Regions from separate parts of the Mus musculus genome. Here region 1 is linked to region 2. Evidence: chromatin contacts called from public HiChIP or PLAC-seq data. All regions are on one chromosome and are shown on one strand. The core of a region is the stretch at or near the end of the contact, and the rest is flanking DNA. Distances in the headings are between cores, read along the strand shown.

Region 1 (3,377 bases), core at 721-3,220, 510 kb before region 2:
CCAAGGGACCAACTCAGACACTCACTGAGATAGCTGCCCGGCAGGACACATGGAGATACAAACTACGTGTACAGTGAGAGTGTGAGGGTGTGCTCTCATTTGCCTCCGTAAAGAATGAGGTAGACAAGCAACTTCTACACGTTCAAAGTGTCTGTGGATGACACTGAGCCCCAAAGAAAAGGTTCTGGAAGGACATAGACAGAAGGAGAAAGGCATGATTTCTGAGAGAGGATGGGTGATCTGTCTTATTTTCCATTTCCAAGTCTTAGGCATTCTCTATTCGGATCCATTCACATAGCCCCTGGGTAGCTAGTTCTTTTATATCTATTTATGTAGATGGTGGCTCACGATAGCCCAGACTGGCCTTGAACTTGTGATGATCCAACCTCAAGTCTTTTAAGATCTGGGATTACTAGCAAGAGCCACCATGCCTGGCTCAGTTTGCTCTTGGCCTGATGAGATGAGGGCCTCTGATGACAGCCCCAGAGCTCCCTCCCCCTCCCCCCTGAAAGCCCTACCTGCTTCTGATGTCCTTGGTGCGGATGGGGGCCAGAAGGCTGAAAGATCTGGCTGAGTGAATGGAGTGATCGTCACCAGCCAAGGGGCTCCGGGGTCTGCTAGGGCCCAGGTTGCTGTGGGCCCTGACCAGTCTGGTCTGCATGCGGAGCTTGTAGTCCGTGTGCTCGGGGTCAACCTTGTTTGCTGTTCTCAGGGAGCTGGAGGCTATGCTGAGGTCCATAGCTGGTGGTGTGTGTGAGGCATGCAAACTTGCCAACCTGGAGGGGGGCCCACCTGAGGCAGCATCTCTGTGCAGGAGGTCCAAGGAGGTGCTGATCATTCCAGAAAGACAGTCACTCCACAAGGATGGGCTCCCTCCCTCACTGCCTGTGGCCCTTCGGGACTTAGGTATCTCCTGCAAGGATGTGCTGAGGCAGGGCAGGGGACGGCTGTAGGCAGGGGACTGGGCTACTGAGTCTTGCAAGGAGCCCCTGCAGGGACTGGCCCCATTCTGGACAGTCAGATCCTCCTGACTACCCCGGAAACGCCTCCTTCTCCAGCCCTTGTCATCGAGGGACAGGGTTCGCTCCAACTTGGGTCTAATGGGTGGCTGTGGGGTGATGAGATTTGCCTTAGTTTGTGGGTTCTGGTTGCTTGTTTTTGCTGGAATGCTGAAAGGAGGCATGGGGTTTGTCTCTGAACCCTGAGAGTCAGAGGCTGGTAAGAAGCCTGGTGTTGGGATGAGCTTCTTTTCCGTGTTCGGAGGCTGTCCCTGGAGCATTCTGCCTTCTAGCTGCCCAGGTGCCTCAGTGTGACGCAGGCAAGCTGACTTGGATGGCATAGTCCAGACCTGGCCAGCCCTGACCCCCTCAGCCTGGCCCTCCTAAGGAAAGGGATCCTCCCTGGGAGGTTAACAAGCAACTCTTGTTGTCAAGGATGCACGTCAGAGTTCGCCAGCTCGATGCCATGAAAACTCGAGTGGCTCCCTTTGTGGCATGGGGCGGTCCTTTTGGAGGAGGGCCTGTAGCTGCATGGCTGGAGACTTGAGAGTTCTCACCGATGCCTGAGGAAACGCAGAAAAATCTCTTGGCTCCCCGAAGTCAGCTCGCTAGTCTTAAAAGCGACTTCGTGAGAACAGGCGCCAGGGGGTCGGGGCTGCACTTCACGGAGCTGCACAAGTCTGTCCAGCACCCCCGGCCAGCCCTCCACCCCGCCGAGGCAGAGTAGGGCAGCGCGCTCAGCGTCCTAGGCTCACCTGCGCCCTCCGTTCGGCAGCAGACCCGCCGCCGGACGCCCGAGGTCTGATTCAGCCGGGCCCAGCGCTGGCGGAGGCGGACCTAGGCCAGTCACGGTGGCAGCTGGAACAACGACTGCGGCCCCGTGCCTCGGCCCCCGCCCCCGCCCAGGGTTCGCCCCAGCTCAGTCTAGTGGTCACCCTGGCTCAGGTTCCGTTCTGTAGTCTTCCGGAGAACTGCCCGGCCCAAGACCCTATCGCCGCCACAGCGCCCTCTCGCGGCCGGAGGACCACAGCCCGGTGCCTGGAAGCCACGCCCGACACGAGCTCCCGCCCTGCCAAGCCGCGGCAGGACCAGGCACAGGCAGTCACACCCAATAGCTGCCCAAGGCTCTACCAACACTAAAGATCTCGCTGGTCTGCCCCTCAAAACACAAAGGAAGCCATAAATTAAGTTACTTGAGAGCCCAAAATATTTTATTTAACAATGTGAATTTTGGAAAAATAGCAGCTCCCAGGGAGGAAGCTTCTTGAATCCAAAGTGGTTGGCAGTCAACACAGAGCCTGGGCAGGGTTGAACCAGAGGCAAGGGTCCTGCCTGGTCCCAGCAAGGACACAAGTTGCTACTGACCCACAGGGACAGGCCTTTCTTAATGACAGGAACAGGAGGGTCCAAGTACACTCATCTATGGAACGTCCTGGAAGCCATTCTGTGAGTCTTTCCTAGATGATGCAAGGAACCAGAAAACCGGGAAGGGCTGTACTAATTCCATGTTCTACAATTTCTAAATTTAATACCAAACAAACCATTTATGTTTTCTACCTGCTGATTTTTAAATATTTAACTCTCTTTCCCTTCCTCTTTAGAGTGTAAGGATAGTTTTAGGAACAGTCAGTGAAGCCTTAAAGCTTTGACTCTTATGTGGTGGCAGCTCCTTGAAGTGATATGGGTGAGCCAGTGAGTCGCTGCTGAAGGTCCCTGGTGGGCTTTGGGGTAGAGATGCAAGGTTCCAGAGTGTGCGCTAGGACACCGTAAGCCACTCCAAGATACCACCAAGGCTTTAAGTGCTGTCTGCAGGTGACATTGAGTCAGCTAGAGGGCTCCATACAGACTCCTGGCTAGGAGGGCAGTACGTTGCAGCACACAGCCAGTTTTTGACCTGGTTAATCAGATCAGCAGCTTCAGAATATCAGCTCCCTGGGGCTCTCCCCAGTGACTGAGCCATGACGGAAAGCTCGGAGCAAAAAAAAAACGCACCCAGCACTAATGAGGCCACAGAAAATGGAGTGAGGCTGGAAATGTTGGAGAGACATGCCCTTGTAACCACTTCCTCCCCAGCCTGGGAGCCGCTGCCATCTGGTGACCCTTTGAGGAGCTGGCATGTACTCCCCAGTTCACAGGACAAGGCACAGTTGCCCAGTGCAGTTTGAGGCTCCTCTTAGGCCAGACATCCCAGCAGTCAGTCCTCTCCAGGTAAGCAGACAGCCTTCTCAGTAGCCTAAGGATCCCTGGTTGGTTTGCACCATTTCTCAGGTGAGAAAGGCCTTGGTGTCCAAGTAACTGTGCTCTCCTGTAGTGAATCCCTGCCTAGCCTCTCTGCGGGGATATTCTCAAGTGGCTCAAACCTTAATTTGTCTAAAGTGA
Region 2 (3,246 bases), core at 403-2,902:
TTGAGGATAGTCTGCCAGCATCTCGCGCCTCTCGGACAGGATCCACCATGGTCCGAGGCATTATGTACAACTCTTTAGAGTGGTCAAAGTGGCCCCTGACCTTCACTGGCCTGTACTCCAAATTTTTCAGTTCCATTGGGCTATAAGGAGAAAAGGAAGGGCTGTGAGTAAGCCAGGCTTGTCAATCCTTTAAGCAGAAAGGCTCAGTGAGGATCATCAGACAGGTTATGTCCTCCATAGCAACCTTTGATGCCAAATAGTAATAGAAGATGGTGATAACCAGAGCCCAGGTTTTCAAGGAAAGTGTGGGTTTCTGTATGGCTACTGTATATACATTAACAAAATGTGAGTCCAAACTCCACTTGTTCCCAACCCTGAAGGACAAAACTTTAAAATTCAAGAGGGCAATACAATAAACTTTAAAGACCACCACCCACCAGGGCCACAATGAACTGTCACCACTTTGGAGGATCCCTTGAGACCTGAAAAGGGAAATCTGACACCGAAAATAAATCTTTTCTATTTATGTTCTGTGTCCAATTTCATAAAGGCAGTCAGCAGGCAGTTTATCGGGAAACAGGGTTCTCGCCAAAGGACAGCAAATTACACCAAACAGAAGCAAGGGCCCCACTGCCGCCCTGTAAGTGGAATGAATAAAGTGGGCAGCCACACTCACTCTGCTGGTAGAGGGATGGGCTCAGCCATGACTCGAGACTCTAATTCTGCAATAAGTTTCAGCTTCCATTTCCGACGTTGGACCTATAGAAACAGCATGAGCTAAGCTAAGGTATCAGTGGAGTCCGAGCCTCGGAGCCACCCAAATTCGACCCCCATCTTCACCTGCCAAGTCCCCAGGCCAAAAGCAGTAGCAGGGATTAAAAGCAGGAACCACTGGAGAAAAGAATCGTCCTCTGCTTTAGCGGCGGCTGTTTCAGCAGTAGAACTGCAACACCTGCGTGGCCTACAGACCATCCCTGGAGGAAGTTTTACAACACTGGCATGGGGTCAGAAGCCCTAGAACAAACAGAACTGGATGGCCAATTCCTCGAGAGGCCCGATTATACCCCAGAGAATGTATGGCAAAGGTGGCAATTAACAGCACATGTGCCCAACCCTCTCCCAGTACAATACACGCAGTAAACCACTGTGGGCTGAAAAGAAAGGTGCATCAACCGCACCCAGGTCTGAGCCCTTCTCACCTGAGCGGACAGAAAACCCAAAGACGCTCCTCCTGACAGCGCAGAACTGGGCCTGCGGGGACCAGACAGGCCGAGGGGCTAAATCCAGGGAACCCCACGCCTGCCAAGTGCAAGCACCTGACACGGTCCAACCCAGCCCCACACAACTTCGAGCTAAGTCTTCTTGGGCAGGGTCCTCCCTGGCACCGCTCCACCCAGGGCTAAGTTCTCTTGGGCAGGGTCCTCCTCGGCCCCACTCCACTCCGGGCCCGGCCCTCCAGATCCCTCTTCTTGAGCAGGATCCTCTCTGAACCCCCGCTTACCCGTCCCGCGTAGGCCCATTGCGACCACCGCGTCATCCGTCGCGGCAGCACAGCCAAAGCCATCACAGCAGCCATCTTTGAGCACTTCCGGGACCGAGAAATCTGCTTCCTTCCGGGACGGCGCTCTGTCTCACGTGGTGGCTGCGGCGTCAGATGGGCATCTCCGATCATGGACGAACCACCCTCTGATGTGCTTGCATTCTTGCGCCAGCACCCCAGCTTGAGACTACTGCCCAACACCCGCAAGGTCGGAAGAGAACCGTGACCGGAAGAGTAGGGCCAGGAAGGAACGGGATCTGGGAGGAGCGGAACCTCGGAGGACCGACAGTGGCCAGAAAGGAGGGGGACCCGGGAGTATTGTGCCTGGAAAGCGTGGGACCTGGGAGGACAGTGCAGGGAAGGGGCGGAGCTGGCAAGAACCACCTTCTGACCAGATGCTCATCCGCAGGTTCGCTGCTCCCTAACTGGCCATGAGCTGCCCTGCCGTCTGCCCGAGCTCCAGGAATACACCCGCGGCAAGAAGTACCAACGGCTGTCAAGTTCCTTCTCTAACTTCGATTACGCAGCTTTCGAGCCACACATTGTGCCCAGCACAAAGAATCGGTACGTAGTTTGGCCGGCCAGCGCCTAGGAGCAGAGCCTGTGCCCCCTGTTCTGAGCTTGTAGGAGCCTCCCACTGTGACACTTATCAGGACAGTGCTTGTGGCCCTTGCATGTAGTTCCCTGAAGCCAGGCTGGGCAGTGCCAGTTTCACTGTTTGGGGATCCTGTCTATGGTTGTGTGGTTGATATATCCTCATATAGCACTCCCTGAGCTGTCTGACCGCCAAGCATGCAGTGTGAAACTGCAATTTCTTGGGTAACAATCTGGGTCCTTGATCCCAGATACTGAGTGGAATTGTTTGTAAGCCTGTGTAGCTGGGTTGGCCTGGAACTCACTATGTAGGCCAGACTGACCTTAAAGCCTGCCTCTGACTCTGCCCCTCTGCCTCTGCCACCTGAGTGCTGGAATTAAAGTCCACCATGCCTTTTTCAAAATCCAGACACTGAGACTAAATGCAGAGCATCCCAGCAGATGGATCATTTGTTTGCAGCATGCAGCCATGGTGGAGCCCACAAGACTGGGCCCTTGGTGTGCACTGCCCCTCCATACCCACCTGTTTGCCTTTTAGGCACCAACTGTTCTGCAAACTCACCCTGAGGCACATCAATAAGTCCCCAGAACACGTGCTGAGGCACACCCAGGGCCGGAGGTATCAGAGAGCACTTCATCAATGTAAGTCACCCCCCAGAAGCTCAGGCCTTTGGATGCATGCTCCCTGCCCCCAAAAAGCCAGAAAGGTGCCTTGGCCATCACTGATCCTTTATTGATGCACTTGCCTGATCTTGCACAGTGAGAAGGCAAAGCCAGAAGTAGGTGGGAAGGAGTGCGGTGGAGGTCTGATATTCCATAGCAGGGACAATCCTAGGGTAGCTCCCAGGCTGAGGCTGCAGTATTCTAGTTATAGGACAGGTCCATAGTCATCTGATACTGCAGGAGAGCCTTGAAGACTGTTCTCAGGAGCAGGATTGGTGCAAACAGTCCTGCAGGCTCCAGAGGGTGAGGGGTCTTGCAGCTAAGGGGTTGGTGGCTTGAGCAGGAAAGGGGACTTGCAGACAGCCTCCAGTATTGTTGGGTATAGCCAGGGGTGGGAAGGCATCCCAAGTCATTGAGAGTAGAGACTCCTGGGGTTAGGGACAGAGAGA

The links. HiChIP or PLAC-seq counts read pairs in DNA pulled down with a chosen protein or histone mark.
Region 1: an HNF4G HiChIP or PLAC-seq map of pancreatic cancer cells shows a contact between it and region 2. The contact joins the promoter of Inpp5e here to the promoter of Surf2 in region 2. A contact is called at or near these places in 23 of 39 promoter capture datasets (the 3T3-L1 cell line, the C10 cell line, the HPC-7 cell line and 13 more), 7 of 484 Hi-C or Micro-C datasets (CD4 T cells, the G1E-ER4 cell line, the HPC-7 cell line and 2 more), 12 of 115 datasets of contacts at active chromatin or transcription factors (astrocytes, bone marrow-derived macrophages, embryonic forebrain and 8 more) and 4 of 9 other capture datasets (adipose tissue, embryonic stem cells, liver and 1 more).

Annotation. Positions count from the first base shown.
Region 1 is chr2:26,407,249-26,410,625 of GRCm38.p6, forward strand. Inpp5e (inositol polyphosphate-5-phosphatase E) reads right to left here and starts at 1,971. Exons shown (of 10, transcript NM_033134.3): 1 at 519-1,971. The coding sequence starts at 1,339. It overlaps Sec16a (SEC16 homolog A, endoplasmic reticulum export factor), which reads right to left. Exons shown (of 30, transcript NM_153125.2): 30 at 2,183-3,377.
Region 2 is chr2:26,914,756-26,918,001 of GRCm38.p6, forward strand. It overlaps Surf2 (surfeit gene 2), which reads left to right and starts at 1,653. Exons shown (of 6, transcript NM_013678.3): 1 at 1,653-1,748; 2 at 1,950-2,104; 3 at 2,673-2,776. The coding sequence starts at 1,671. Surf1 (surfeit gene 1) reads right to left here and starts at 1,775. Exons shown (of 9, transcript NM_013677.2): 1 at 1,502-1,775; 2 at 1,200-1,251; 3 at 841-974; 4 at 677-759; 5 at 1-140. The coding sequence starts at 1,576.